5 separate regions of the Sus scrofa genome follow, and all the other regions are linked to region 5. Evidence: chromatin contacts called from public HiChIP or PLAC-seq data. All regions are on one chromosome and are shown on one strand. Each heading gives the region's core, a stretch centred on a gene start, on an enhancer-like site or on the middle of the called end of the contact. The rest is flanking DNA. Distances are from core to core; before and after follow the strand shown.

Region 1 (2,700 bases), core at 63-2,562, 670 kb after region 5:
TGCTGTTTTTTCACCTAGAAAATGGAAACATTAATTTATGTATTTATAGAACTGCTGTAAGGACTAAATGAAATACTTCACACAAAGTATCCAGGACAACACACGGCACGTACAAAGGGCTAAGTCAAACCAAGTCATCGTAACAACCCAGGAAACCTCAAAAACCTTCCAAAAAGGTTTCATCTGGACTTGGTTTGAATCACTTTTAACTTTTCACAAGATGTCTTCTTCTGGAATTTCCCTGCGGTGCAGTGGATTAAGGATCTGATGTTGTCACTGCAGTAGCTCAGGTCGATGCTGTGGTGAGGGTTCAGTTTCTGGCCCAGTAATCCCCACGTGCCACAGGGGCAGCCCCCCCCCCAAAAGGCTTTTTTCTTCAGCTAATAGTTTAAACAGCTGAGACAGTAATCCTTCCCTTCTGAGACTTTGAGATGGACCATGAAAAAGGCCTGGTTTAATAGGCTATATACCACCCTCCCTTTGAGAGTTAGTAACTTGACTCCAAACCTGGACTATCAAGACGTAGTCTTAAACAGGTGCCCGGCAAAGCTGTTCTGAGACATTCAAAAGGGTGCCAATCCCTAGAAGTACCCAGCTAGCCAGACAAACTGTAGACTCACCTGTGTGCATATCATAGTCGCCCGGGTAAGCATAGGGATCATAAGCAGTCTGTTAACGAAAGAGACAAACAAGACCGTCACCAATTCGTGAATCCAAAATGCTCCTCCTGGGTTCTAAGGATACAAAGGGGGTAAGACGCAGTCCCTGCCTTGGAGGAACTCACATCCCTATGAGAAAAGGGAGAATAAACAGACAACGACAATACCGCGTTGCAGCTGCAATGAGATACAGCAAAGCACAGAAGCTGTGGGAATCGACGAGGTTTGGCAGGACTAAGGCCAGGGCCTAAGAAATCAGAGTTCAATTACAGAAACACAGAACCCTATGACCAGCCTCCGTTCTTGGGCTTCGGAAAGAAAAGGAAAAGAAAACGAGACACGCGAGGTGGGCGGGCTGAGACCAGGCTGATGAGGAGCCGGGAGGGTAGGGTGGCAGCAGTGAGAGCAGTGCTGGCAGAGAGGCCGGCTGGGGCTGGTCGCGGCCCACGGGGGCTCCTAGAGACCCAGACACTGTCCCCCCGCGGGGCCCAACACCCAAAGAGCCCTGTCCATGTTGCGGCGCCCAGAACACGCCTAGGGGCAGCTTACCTCCGACTCATAATCATCAGCGGGATAAGACATGGCTGCGGCGCTCCGAGGCCCAGGAGGAAAGAGCGGAAAAAGCGCACCTCGCCTGCGTCTGGACGCCGGAAGTCCAGCCCATCTCGAGTTGGCTGGGAAACCAGAAGCTCTTCCGGGGCCTTCGGCAACCTGAGGCAGCCATGCTGGGAAGGGCGAATGAGATTAAACACATTATTCCTCTATCTTCAAATAGAGACTCTACAAAGAAGATGACTCAATAGTACTTGAAAACATTCAGAAATAAGGACATGAAATATTTCAGCGTAATAAAGGTTGGGCAAAGTAAGAGAAGCTACAAAATGATGCCACACAAAAGATGGCTGACAGCTCCCGCGGGCGGACCTCTCGCGTGAAGGGAAATTCCGACATGGGGTGGGGGGGGGCTGAATGTGGATTTAGGTGTTAAGCGAGTTGCCTGTAGCGAAAAATGTCTTCAAACGTTTCGACCTCAACAATATAAAGTTACTGGATGTAAAAGTTGAGACTTGGGCGTTGAGAGGGCGTTGAGAAAAGGCGCTTCCCAACTTTGGACATTAAGGTTGCAACAGGCAAAGGTGAAGCCAGCTGCGGTGTGAGGCCGTTGTCGTGGGACCTACCCACGCTTACAGCATGAACTCTCACGCTGTGGGTGGAGTTGGACTCCTGGGGATGACCTAGAGTTAGGGACCGGGTTGTAAAACAAAGCGATACAAGCCAATATGTGGGTCCAGAGCCTTAGGTTAGCCATTTAGAATGGCAATGCCTGGCCCCAGCTTCTCATGTCGCATTTTTGCTTTGAGTTTACTCCTTTGTCTGTAAACCGAGCGGTGATACCATCGTAGGACTAAGCTAAAAGGCTCATGGAGTCCCCGGGACTCTTCGTTGGCTCAAGGAGAGTGCTAATATAGTTACAGGGTTTTTGTGAAATTTGCAAAAGTAATATTTCTACTGCAATTCCTTAGAACCGTTTTCTATTTCAATTTCTCCTGTCACACTTAACCCCTGTGTCTAGTGGCGTTTGGGATTTCAGAGACATTCCTACTGGGAACATTTGAGTTTAGTAAGATATGCTTATGTGATACTCTTCTGGGAATAGTTACTGCCTTCAGTGTATAAGATACAGCTACCACGGGCTGTGGATCAATGGGTGTCTTCAATGAAATATGTATTTAAGGTTAATCAGGGCACTAGAAAGGTTGAAATTAACTGAAAACTTACAGTTAATATAGGAAAAAAGTTTGATACTGGTTGCCCTCAACTTTGACAACTCTCAAAATGTTCATGGCATTACTAAAAAAAGAATTGTGAAGTCAGGAGGAATTTTTCCAAATTATCAATAATAAAATTTTGTGGGAATATAAATTGGTGCAACCACTGTGGAAAACAGTATGAAGATTCCTCAGAAAGCTAAATATAGAATTACCATTTGATCCAGCAATCCACTCCTGGGCATCTATCCAGAGAAAACCATGACTTGAAA
Region 2 (2,700 bases), core at 151-2,650, 720 kb after region 5:
GCCGTTCCTCACTGGCTTCTCCTGTCATTGAAGCTCACCAGCAACCCTTCGTCTGGGCCCTGGTTTCCTCGTGGATGACAGGGGACAGCTGGGTCAGAGGCCCGCCTTGGTCCCCACGCTCCACACGGCTGGCTTTGCTGCCTAGTAGAGAAGCGCATCAGAACCTGACCCTTGAATTATAAAGCCCAAAGCGAGCACAGCTGACCAGAGGAGGCAAGGTTTACTCAGCCTGGGAGAGGCGAAAGCAGGAAAAGAGCCTCGCTCTCCTCATTCCCCATCTTTTGACCAGCTCCAAGCTTCTCTGAGGGCAAGGCAGGGCCTTCCAGGGACCTCTGTTTTATAAACGAGCACAACAGCACCAAGGAGTCCATGCCCATTTCCTGGGCAGATGGCAGGTTTGGGGGTCCGCTTGTCACCAGCACCTCCACCTGGTGGGGCCAGGCACAGACAAGCTGTGGGGTGTGAGACAGAAACAAGGGTGGCCTGGTGGGCCAATTCATGGTGTGACTTCTGCAGCAGCCCTGGAGCCCTTTGCTCACTGTGATTTTGGCCAGTTAGCTGACCTGCTAGTTCCATATGCCAAACCAAACCAAAGCCCAGCTCTGCCTGCAGCTGGCTGGGGCCTTTCCCGCCAGCCACTTCACATCTCTGAGGGTCAGCTTCTTCGTTTGTAAATGGGATTGGTCATCCCCACGTTTTGAAGTTTGCAGAAGTCCAAGTGCAGCAATTAATAGAAGCCTGAACAAAGCAGCGGCTCCAGAAACGCAGAAGTTCATGCTGCCGCCTTCTCACCACCCTCCCTTGAAGCGGAAGAGTGAGAGCCCGCTGGTATCTCTCTATTTTTTTTTCTCACATTCTCACAGCGCTTGATCTCGGGCCAGCCGTGCCCTCTGAATCAAAAAGGGGCTTAAGGGCAAATTACCTCCCTTCGCGTTAACCAGGTTAGAGCTAACCGCGGGAAGCCGAGAAGTCGACAAGTCGGCCTGACAGATGGGGAAGGGTACAGCAGCGACCTGTGCAGGTGCTCCTGCCCGCCCACGGCCTCCAGGACCTCCATTCCAGCCCAAGCCTCAGAACGGCCCTCGAACGCCTGGCCAGGTCTGACGATTCCCAGCAGGAGCGGGGTCCATTACCTCCCGAGACGCCGTCCACGTGTATGCGCGGCCCCTGACGGGACGTGATGACCCGCTCGCTTTTCCAGGTGCCAGCCTCGCGGATGCCTTCCAGCTCCTCCTCCAGAATGCCACGCAGCTGAGCCAGCGCTGACTGCGGGCGACAGCCGCGGGGGGCCCGGGAGAGGGCAGCGCAGAGGATGCGGCCGGCCCACATCGCGTCCACCTCGCCGGAGCGCGCCTGCCCGCTGCGGGCTGTACGCACGGAGACCCCCGCCTGATCACGTGGCGGGGGCTGGGCCCCGACAGCCAATCAGAGCGAGGGGCCCCCGCTACTGGGGCAGGGGAGGCGGACCCAGGGATGGGCGGGCGGGGCCTGGCGGGATCCGCAGTGGACGAAAGTGGATTGGTCTGTAAATTGAGACTGGAGCTGTCCTCAAAGGGGGAGGGGAAGTGACGGGGCGGAGGAACGCGCGTCCGGGCCTCCAGACCCCCACCCATCCCCTGCCTGCACACTTAGCACTCGGAAGGTTAAGGGGATGCCCTACGGGCGCGGGAGGCAGGCGCCGGGAAGCGGGCTGAAGCACATTCTGTACGCTCTAGCCCCAGGGTTGCCCCGGTTCTGTCGAGCTCTTGGAACCCTCCCCCATTCTCAGGTGCAAACGCCCCCGAGATTTCCCCCACTCCTTGCCCATCCGATTGCTACGCATTCTCCTCCAGGCTTGGAAGTGAAGAAAAACACACTGCACGGGCTTTTTCCTTTTTTTTTTTTTTCAATTTTATTTTAAAGTTTCAAAATTACAAAGACAGCAAATTCTTCCCGGCACAAATAACACTTGTTTAAAAAGTAAAAGGGGGTTGGGATGGTGGGGGGGGGAGGGGAAGGACGCACAATTGCGCGTTTTCCCATTTTATTACAAAAAAGGGAAAGACTGTACAGGTTTTTTCTCCCAGCTCCCGGGTGTGAAACGTTAAGTCCTAGCCCTAGATTGTATATATACATATACACACATACACACAGACCTAGCTCTGTAAAACTACTTAGCAATTCAAAGTCAACTGCAGTATGTCTCACTGTCCACTCCCCGCCCCCCTCCTCCCCCATCTACAACTACTCATAAAAGACTCAGAAGTAAAGAGGTCAGGAGGTTTTTAAGTGGCGGGTGGCAGGGCTGGAGCCCCGGCCGACCACCTGGCAAAGCCATCTCTTGTACAGGAGGAACCAAAAATCAGGCGAAAAGGAAAAAAGGTCCTCCTAGGATGCAATCCGATGGTGTGGAAAAAAACCAAGTTTTAACAGGGCACTCTGAGGCACTTGGCTGACCCACTCCCCACCCTTCCCCCAAAGCTTCCTCTGCTGTTTCACAGGAGACCTTCGGAAGCCACAGAGGTCTCCCAATAGCTAGTCTCCAGCTGATTCTGAGAAGCCACAATTTCTAGGACCAGCTGTCATTTTGACCTCCTCCCCTCACCTAGGACAATAGGGAGGCTACAGGGGCAAAGGAACAGAAGTGAGAAGGAAACTGGATGTGGATGCCCCACTGCTCACCACTGGGAGGTGCAAATCAGCCCAGACAGGGTTTTTTGT
Region 3 (2,700 bases), core at 192-2,691, 890 kb after region 5:
GCAGCTCCCTGGTGTGCCTGAGGCCAGGAGGCTGAACTGAAGGTAGACCTGAGCAGAGGCTGCCCCGAGGTCCTGTGGCAGATGTGGGCCCAACAGGAAGAAAGACTTGAGAGGGAGCTGTCACCAGCCCGGGGAGAAGCAAGCCATGCTTTGAGGGGTTGTGAGAGCTGAAAAGCTTCTGTAGTGTGGGATAGGGAGGTCAGGTGGACCGTGTAGCGGCTGATACTCTGAAAGCCAGGTATTAGGAAGAGACACAGGAGGGGATGCAGAGGCATTTGGAGGAAGCCAGGAGAGGGCTGGGAAAGGAGTCTGGTGAGGGTGCAGAAGCCAAGGGGCTGGGTTGAGGGCAGGGATAGAGACCTTGAAATTACTTCTGGAGTCTGAGACCGGACTCAAACCTGTAGGGTTTAGGGGTTTCTCACTATGTGGCCAGAACTCGGGGGCTCTCATGGGTTAGTGGACCCTCCCTTCCTGGGTGGGGGAACGAGCAAATCTGAGCGGAGATGCAAGCTCAAGGAATGGATAGGAGCGAGTCACGCATGCAGCGTCAGAAAGCGGAGGATTCGGGGTTCCAGGGGAGCAGGATCCCTCCCTCTTGGGTCTGAGGTTCAGCCCCAGGGGCTGCTCGCTTGCTACCATCCCGGGCTCCTTGGAAAGACTAGGGCGTCCGTTCCGCGTTGAAGTCTGGGCCCGAGGGGGTTGGAGGCTGCTTTCTCCATCCCGGAGGTTCTGGGCACAGAGAGGGGCGCAGCTCACTCCTCCCTGGGGGTCGCTGCCCTCGGATCGGAAGGGTAGGCGGCGCCCGCTCGCGTCGCCAGTCCGCGCACCTGCTGGGGTCTCTATTCAACCCAGAGTCTGAGGTACCGGCTTGGGACACCGTCCCTCCCCGGGCCGGGGGCGGGGCGTGAGGAGGGGGCGCCCCGTACCCCGCCTCCGTCGGGAAGGGGCCCGCCTAGTGCCCCTGGTTCCGGTTCCGGTCCGGCCCGCGCCCCTCCCGGACACTCACTGATTCGCGCCTCCAGAGTCTCCGGCTCCATCGCGGGCTCCATCCGCCACGGGCCCCCAGCCTCGGCACCGCCCCCCGCCCCCCGCCGCTCTCGCGGGACCTCCTCGGCACCGCCCTCGGCCGATTAAAGGGGCAACGTCCGTCCCAACGCGCGAGAGCGGAGCGTGAGAGCATTCAGCACCATAGAGACGAGAACTACTCGCCTAGAGCGTCACTTGCTCGCCCAACCCCTCCCCTAAGCGGCGACTGCGGGGGGAGGAACGGGTTGCCGGCCTCCTCGTCCACAGCGCTCAGGCCGGAGAGGAAGCAGAAGGACTCGGGGCTGAGAGCTGCACCATGGAAACCCCGCGGGACGCTCTAATTCGTTTCGCGTCACGAAAACGCTTGTGACCGCTTCCGGCCGAACGTTCCACCGCCATCTTTTTGAGGGGCTCTTAGGTCACTTCCGGAATCCTGAGCGGGTATTTCCGCTTAGATGTAAACATGGCGGGGCCTTAAAAGGGCAACGACTTACTTGGGCCGTTAAAGTTTATTGAGTGTTTACAGTTGTCCAAGCATCGTTTTAAGCACTTTTTTTTTCCCCCTTGGCTGCGTCCAAAGCATGTGGAAATTCCCAGGCTAGGTATTGAACCTGCGCCACAGCAGTGACAACAGGGGATCCTTAGCCGGCTAAGCCACCAGGGAACTCCTTTGAGAACTTTTACACATTTTTCTATTTACTCCTCACAACAAACCAATGAACCGGATCGTTTGAGGTCACACAAGTGGCAAAGCCCGAACCCCGTGCTATCTCCTGCATTCATTCTGAGATCATTTCATGCACCCCGCAGTTTCCAGGCCCCGGGGCACGTCACGAGCTCACCTGGGTCCGTTTCCTTCTGTCGCCCCCTGGCGGCCTTCCGGGGAACTGACCCGTGGTGTGCTCGGGAGCCTCCCTGTCTCCTGGAGGGTTAAAGGGAATCTGGCGAATCCGGTTCTGCTCAGCCGTTGCCTTCGCAAGCGACCTCGATTCACCTTGCAGAACCGAGGTGACCTCATCAGGGAGTTTGAGAGGCATGTGCTTGGGTCAGTTTTTCCCCTAAACTCAACTATTCAGCAAACCGAGATGCTTTTCTCAACTCTCCCCCACAAACCATTAAAATTATACAGGAAAGTGATATGTATGTTTATTGCATTCCTCAATAAAAGCTGTAACATAATATGTACTTAGAGCTCTTTTCGTTTGTTTCTTTTATTACTGTGACATGAATTGTTACAGAAATAATACATTTACCGCACTGATTTAGGGGCACATGCAGTCTGTCCAGGGTCACGTTTTAAAGAGAGCAGAGATTTGACCAGGGTTCAAATTCTGACCTCGCTGCTTTCCAAACTGCCCTAGGACAAGTCACTTAGCCTCCTTGGATCTCAAGACTTCCCATCTGAATCATTCTTGTTAGAATTCAGTGAACCAGTGTTTGCTAAGTGAATCCCCCCAACACAGGCTCCCCACTCACTGTCTCGGCTGAACTTTTCTCCTTAGCACCTGTCTCCACTGATTACTTCTTTTCTTCATCGTGTCTTTTGTCTCTTGCCCCCACTGGAAGGTAAGCTCTGTGAGGACGAGGAATTTCATCTATTTGGTTCATCGATGTATCCTCAAGGCTTGAAAGAATAACTGGCACATAAGTGTTCAATCAACACGCATTGAGGTG
Region 4 (2,700 bases), core at 161-2,660, 560 kb before region 5:
CTTACCTTAGTTCCTTATGTGTAAAAGGAGGATTAAAATTGTATTTTCCACATGGCCGGTAAGAGGATGAAATGAGTGAATGTATGTGAATGTGGTTAGAACAGCATTTGGCATCTACTAAGCAGTCTATCAGGGACAGCTATTATTAGGGTTACCTACTCTCATCTGTATTCAATGGAGCTACACATAAACTGTCACAGTCAGTCCTTACACAACAGCAGGGGGTTATCATTTGTAAAGTGCTTTGTCATCCCTTATCACATGTAAGTTGAGGAACTTACAAACTGGTCCGGGTTCACGTCAAGCTTTAACACTTACTGTTTACTAGATATCATGCGAGGGCTAAGCAGGTCCCACGTGACAACTCATCCCGTTCTAACACACCACCAGTGTCATCGGTATCCCCATTTTAAGTAGAGAAAACTGATGCTCCCAGAGGGAAGTAACTTGCCCACAGGCACACAGCTGTAAAGAGGGGGTGCACGCGTGTCCCCAATTCTGCCTGCCTCTGTAATGACAGCTACTACCATTGGCTAGGAGCTTACCAAGTGCACAGCACTTCTAGGTGTTCTACAAACTTTCCCAGCACAGGGCCTGGCACATACTAAAGAGGGAACCCTCAAAACGTCCTTCTGTGGAAAAAAATGATGATGACCCTTGTTTCTGAAATACAGAAACGAGAAGGAGTGGGGGAAACATTTGGTAAAAACGTCTGGACTTTGGGCCCCAAACCAGCTAGCCATCAGCCTCCGGCCTAGTGCTAGCAGCCATCCCCGTCCCTTTTTCCTCAACTGCAGAAGAGCACCCCTCAGCCCCCCTTAAGGGTCTCCCGCAGCAGGAGATAAGTCCAGAAATCAACAGGAAAAGTGCTTTATGAAGTAGGAAGCGACTGTCACGCCAGAGCTGTTACTACAAGGTCGAGCGGCGAGTGGGCGGCTGGGCCCCGGCGGGTCCCCAGTTTCTTCCCCGACCCCGCCTTCGCACCGAGCCGAAGAGGGAAGACCCCGAGGCTGGGGCAGGCCGGCTCAGGCCCCCCCGGGAGGGCTCCGGAGGCTGGGGCGGGGCCAACGAGAGGCCTCAGGGGGAAAGCCCGGCAGGCTAGGGCCAGACCCCCGGCGGCCAGGTCGGTAGCCAGGGCCGGATAGGGAGCACCGGCCGCGGCCCTGAGAGGAAAGGCGGCGAGCCCCCAGCCCTGGCCCTCACTCCTCCCCTCACTTACCTGCGGGCCGCGCGCGCGCTACCACTCCTCGAGTCTCGCCTCTCGCCCGGTACCTCTCCTGGGGTCACCCGCCAACATGGCCCCTTCACTTCCGGGACACGACCTTGCGCACGGAGCTGAGGGGAGGGATCGAAGAGAGCCTGGAGGCAGGGGGAGGCGGGAGGACTTCCGGTTTCCCCCGCCTAGGCCTCTCTCGGGGCGGGGCCAGAGCCACGTCGGGCCACGCCCCCTAGCTCGGCTCCGCCCACAAGCTTGAGTCCCGCCTCCGTACGTGACAACACAGAGGGTCCGGCCTGCTGAGGGCCTCGCCTACGCGGCGGTCCCAGGCGTCGTCGTCCCGCGGAACAGAGCCAGGGAAAGCTGGGGGAGGCAGCTGGGCGGGGTAGTCACCCACCCTGCTGCCAGCACCGTGGTCTGTCCGGGGGGTCTGGCCAGGCCCCAGCACTGTCTGCCCATCTCGAGCTGGAACCATGAGGGCTCCTGGGGGACTTTTAACACTAACAGTATTCCCTATCGTGGCTTTCACAGCTCTTCCATTTTCTCAGATTGCCTTCTTTTCAACCCTCCATGCCGTTCCCGCTCCCCTGGCAAAGACCTACCTTTCAAGGACCACCTCAACTGTCCCCTGTTGAAGTCTTTTCCCGCCCCCTTTCTCATCCAACATTAATGTCTCCTTTGGGCTCCACGGAAATGTCTGCTGACCACCTAGGGCTTCACTCCTTAAGTTAACAAAACGTGTTATTGGCGCCTGTTATTTGCTAGGCACTGTTTTTTTAGTTTCTGTCTCACCAGATTTAAGGGCAGGAGCCATGTCCTTACGGAATCCCTAAACCCCCTTCCCCCCAGAGCCTAGTTCAGTGTCCGGCTGAGGAAGGATAGTCTAGGAGGGGAGGGGAACAGGCAGGCTTTGGAATCAAGCCCAGACAGCTCCAGTTCCAGTCCCAGTTCCACCACTTAAGGACAGCTGCCTGCCCTCTGGCAAGTTTCCTAACCCCTCCCAGCTTTTGTGTGGATTAAAAGGCATCTGGCAGGACAATTGCCCACCCTTCCATTCATTCTTGCATAAATCCTTGTTTTGCAAGCACTGCCACTGGCACTGCAGAGAATACATCAAGTCCTCAGATTCTGGTGGAGGCTGATGTCAGAGGAGGTGATAAGAACCGGGAGAAACTTGAGAAACTTACTGGATGAGAGGATGAAGGGAAAGGAGTTGCCTTTTTATGTGGAGTGTTGCCAGAAGGCCTGTCTGATAAGGGAACCTGGAGTAGGACCTGAGGGAGGAGCATTCCAGGTGTTGGCCCTCAGGTGGGCCCTTAGGCTCAGCTGTCCTAGGAGCAGAAGAGAGGGGACCAGTGCCAGGGGAGTAGAGTGAGTGAGCAAGAACTGGGGAAGACGCAGGACTGCAGGTCCTTTTCGGGGCAGGGGAGGGGAGACTATGCTGAGGCTGGAGCCACCAGAAGATTTGGAGCTAAGGAGGAACA
Region 5 (2,700 bases), core at 141-2,640:
TAAGGTAATTCGAAAGTTGTTTGGACCAGGGCTCAGGACTCCCAACCTCGTGGTAGGCACTCAAGCCAAGGGTGTTAAGTGATAATTTCGTGCTGAGTAATGGTGTTAAAAAGAGGCCCAAAATTAAGCCCCACCAAGATTTAACACTTAAACCTAATTGCATTTTCAGCCTCTACCAGGAGTAGAAACTTAAACAATCAGTCTCTAATTTCCTGAACAACACTATTGGGGTAATCGGCCTGATAAGACCCCTTGCCTTTCTAAAAGGGAATATGACCTACCGCGATACAATCCACTTTCTTCTGTCTATTAAAAATCTCCTATTTCGTACTGCTTCTCGGATTGCCTTTCTATTTACTAGATAGGATGCTGCCTGATTTATAAATTGTTTAATAAAGCCAACTAGATTTTCAGTTGAATTTTGAAATCTAGCCAACTAGATTTTCAATTGTCTTTTAACAGTGTTGAGTCGTGTTGAAGTAGGGTTAAAGAAATGACTGAATTGTTAAGTGTGACCTTTTCTTTTATTGTTTTTCCAACTTCCTGAACAAAAATCCAAAAGGAGAGCAACTACAGTGGATGATGAATATTCGCCGATGCCTTCCACATGTCTTTGGGTTAAAAAAAAAAAAAAAAAAAATCCATGCAGGACTGAGTTCATCTTCCTGACACACACAATGCACTTAGGCCCTGAGAAAAGAGGAAAGCTCTATGGCCGCCACGGTGAGACCAGAGCAGAAGGTGAGAGGACAGTGGTCAGTGAGTAAGACGCCGAAATATGACACCAAGGAGCTGAAACGACTCTCTAGTCCACTAGAAACGTGACTCCCGAAGAGGCACTTACCCAGAGAGCTCCTGGAAAGTGAAGGCGGTCGGGCCCACTAAACCAAGAGAATTTGCGCCCGACCGCGTCAACAAGGTACTTTGAAATCACCTGGGGGAACGACGTGCTAGACAAGCATAAAACGGTCAGTGCAGGAGCAGCTAGCCCAGGTTCACGAAAGCACTGGGCCCAAGAAGCCTAGTCAGGGAGAGGGGAGGGGTGAGGAGAACCTTGACGTGCAGCCGCTGGCCCGGTCACCGCCCCGGAACGGAGCCGACGCCCGAGGGAGAGAAGGGGAGGGAAAAGGAGGCGAGGGGCGGGACAGACATCGGGGCGGGACTCCCGCCGGCCGCACGGCCTGCCCAGTCCCGGAAGGAACAGAGCCAAGGAACCGGGCATCAGCCCTACCTGCAGCGAGCCGACGTCGCTGCCCCTGCCGCTGCCACAACCGCTGCTGGGCTCCCAATCTCGCACCCCTAGGGTGGCCAACGCTGCCCGCTCCCACCAAACACCTGGCGGCCACAGCTCCAAAGCCCGCGCCGCTGACGTCAGGCTGACGTCAGACGTGACGCTGCGGCGGGGCGGGAGCAGGGACGGCGAAGGAGGGCGTTTCCGGAGCACGCGCCGGGCGGGGGCCGCTGACGTCGGGCTCAGGTGCGCGCGCCCGCCCGCACGCGGCCCAGGTGGTGGCCCGCAGCTCCAGGTGGCGGCCTGCAGCGGTGAGGGGGGCAACCGGCAGTGCGTTCTCAAGCTGTCCGGGTGGCGCGGGGGACCGGGCTAGGGCCGGGGCTAGGGGACCGGTGGGAAGGCGCCTCGGCTTGCACTCACGTGATGGGCGGGGAGGTTGGGGTGGGGGCGGCGAGCTGGGTGGGCCCGGGCCCCCAGGGCGAGGCGTATTGTCTGGCCCCACCCCTCGCGGGCCTGCCAGTCGCTGCGCAGGACCTTCCCTAGGGCTGGGACCAGACTCGCCGCGCCGCTTACCCGCGCCACCCGGTCCCCCGCGGCGGCCGGCCGGACTGCCGGAGCTGACAGGAGTTGTCTCCTCGTAGGGCTGCGCCGAGAGGGCGAGAATCCGCACTTGCCGGGGGAGCTGCGCCCGCCTCGGCCCCTTGGGGCCCCACCGCGCCCGAGGGGATGGAGAACCTCCCCCGAGACCCCAGCACGGCCCGCGATCCCACTCTGGCCGGCCCTCGCTAGCTGCTCGAAATCTGCGTTTTATCCACCACCTAGGCCTTGTCTCCTGAGTCAGTGGCGTTGTGGTTCGAAAGAAATGGAAGAAAAGGAGCGATGTGACCGATTCCGTTCGGTCCTCCTGCCTTGAGGCCTGGTTGGCATTTGCAGAAAGGAAAATACAGCAAGAAAATTGTAGGGTTTTTGGAGGGGGTGGAAGAGGAAGGTAGAAGAGGGGAAACAAGGACTTAGGTTTTATATGAATTTCTAAAACTTCTGCACTTTGACAGCGGTGGCGAAATACACTAAACCTTACCTTTCTATTGAGAAGAGAGAGAGGGAAATTATTTTTCCTTTTGATTCCAACCTTTTCTCTCCGTGACAAGGCATAAATCATGGACACCAGAAACTAAGGTGGACCTCAGGAATTCTGAAAAGACTGAGAAGCTTATATTCCTCCTCAGGAGGGAAGGGTAGGGTGTTTTTAGCCCTCTCTGGAACTTAAAACAAAAAACATGAGTTGCGTGCCATGGAAAGGAGACAAGGCCAAATCTGAATCATTGGAGCTGCCCCAGGCAGCACCCCCACAAATCTACCATGAGAAACAGCGCAGGGAGCTTTGTGCTCTGCATGCCCTCAATAACGTCTTCCAGGACAGCAATGCCTTCACCCGGGAAACGCTGCAAGAGATTTTCCAGAGGTAGGGG

What was found. HiChIP or PLAC-seq counts read pairs in DNA pulled down with a chosen protein or histone mark.
Region 1: an H3K27ac HiChIP or PLAC-seq map of alveolar macrophages shows a contact between it and region 5. The contact joins the promoter of EIF3L here to the promoter of GTPBP1 in region 5. A contact is called at or near these places in 2 of 5 promoter capture datasets (fetal liver and liver), 1 of 47 Hi-C or Micro-C datasets (liver) and 2 of 2 datasets of contacts at active chromatin or transcription factors (alveolar macrophages and skeletal muscle).
Region 2: a contact with region 5 is called in an H3K27ac HiChIP or PLAC-seq map of skeletal muscle, with 3 times the contacts expected there. The contact joins the promoter of GCAT here to the promoter of GTPBP1 in region 5. A contact is called at or near these places in 1 of 5 promoter capture datasets (liver) and 1 of 2 datasets of contacts at active chromatin or transcription factors (skeletal muscle).
Region 3: a contact with region 5 is called in an H3K27ac HiChIP or PLAC-seq map of alveolar macrophages. The contact joins the promoter of GGA1 here to the promoter of GTPBP1 in region 5. A contact is called at or near these places in 2 of 2 datasets of contacts at active chromatin or transcription factors (alveolar macrophages and skeletal muscle).
Region 4: a contact with region 5 is called in an H3K27ac HiChIP or PLAC-seq map of alveolar macrophages. The contact joins the promoter of MIEF1 here to the promoter of GTPBP1 in region 5. A contact is called at or near these places in 1 of 5 promoter capture datasets (liver), 1 of 47 Hi-C or Micro-C datasets (liver) and 1 of 2 datasets of contacts at active chromatin or transcription factors (alveolar macrophages).

What each region holds. Positions count from the first base shown.
Region 1 is chr5:9,994,753-9,997,452 of Sscrofa11.1, forward strand. EIF3L (eukaryotic translation initiation factor 3 subunit L) reads right to left here and starts at 1,313. Exons shown (of 13, transcript NM_001244086.1): 1 at 1,209-1,313; 2 at 621-669. The coding sequence starts at 1,241.
Region 2 is chr5:10,037,079-10,039,778 of Sscrofa11.1, forward strand. It overlaps GCAT (2-amino-3-ketobutyrate coenzyme A ligase, mitochondrial), which reads right to left and starts at 1,401. Exons shown (of 9, transcript XM_013997525.2): 1 at 1,134-1,401. The coding sequence starts at 1,329. LOC100510904 (histone H1.0) reads right to left here. Exons shown (of 1, transcript XM_003126037.4): 1 at 1,866-2,700.
Region 3 is chr5:10,212,389-10,215,088 of Sscrofa11.1, forward strand. GGA1 (ADP-ribosylation factor-binding protein GGA1) reads right to left here and starts at 1,442. Exons shown (of 19, transcript XM_021091505.1): 1 at 1,007-1,442. The coding sequence starts at 1,049.
Region 4 is chr5:8,760,677-8,763,376 of Sscrofa11.1, forward strand. It overlaps MIEF1 (mitochondrial dynamics protein MID51), which reads right to left and starts at 1,411. Exons shown (of 6, transcript XM_001929366.6): 1 at 1,220-1,411.
Region 5 is chr5:9,320,802-9,323,501 of Sscrofa11.1, forward strand. It overlaps GTPBP1 (GTP-binding protein 1), which reads right to left and starts at 1,391. Exons shown (of 12, transcript XM_021091480.1): 1 at 1-1,391. JOSD1 (josephin-1) reads left to right here and starts at 1,131. Exons shown (of 5, transcript XM_013988199.2): 1 at 1,131-1,542; 2 at 1,873-2,693. The coding sequence starts at 2,509.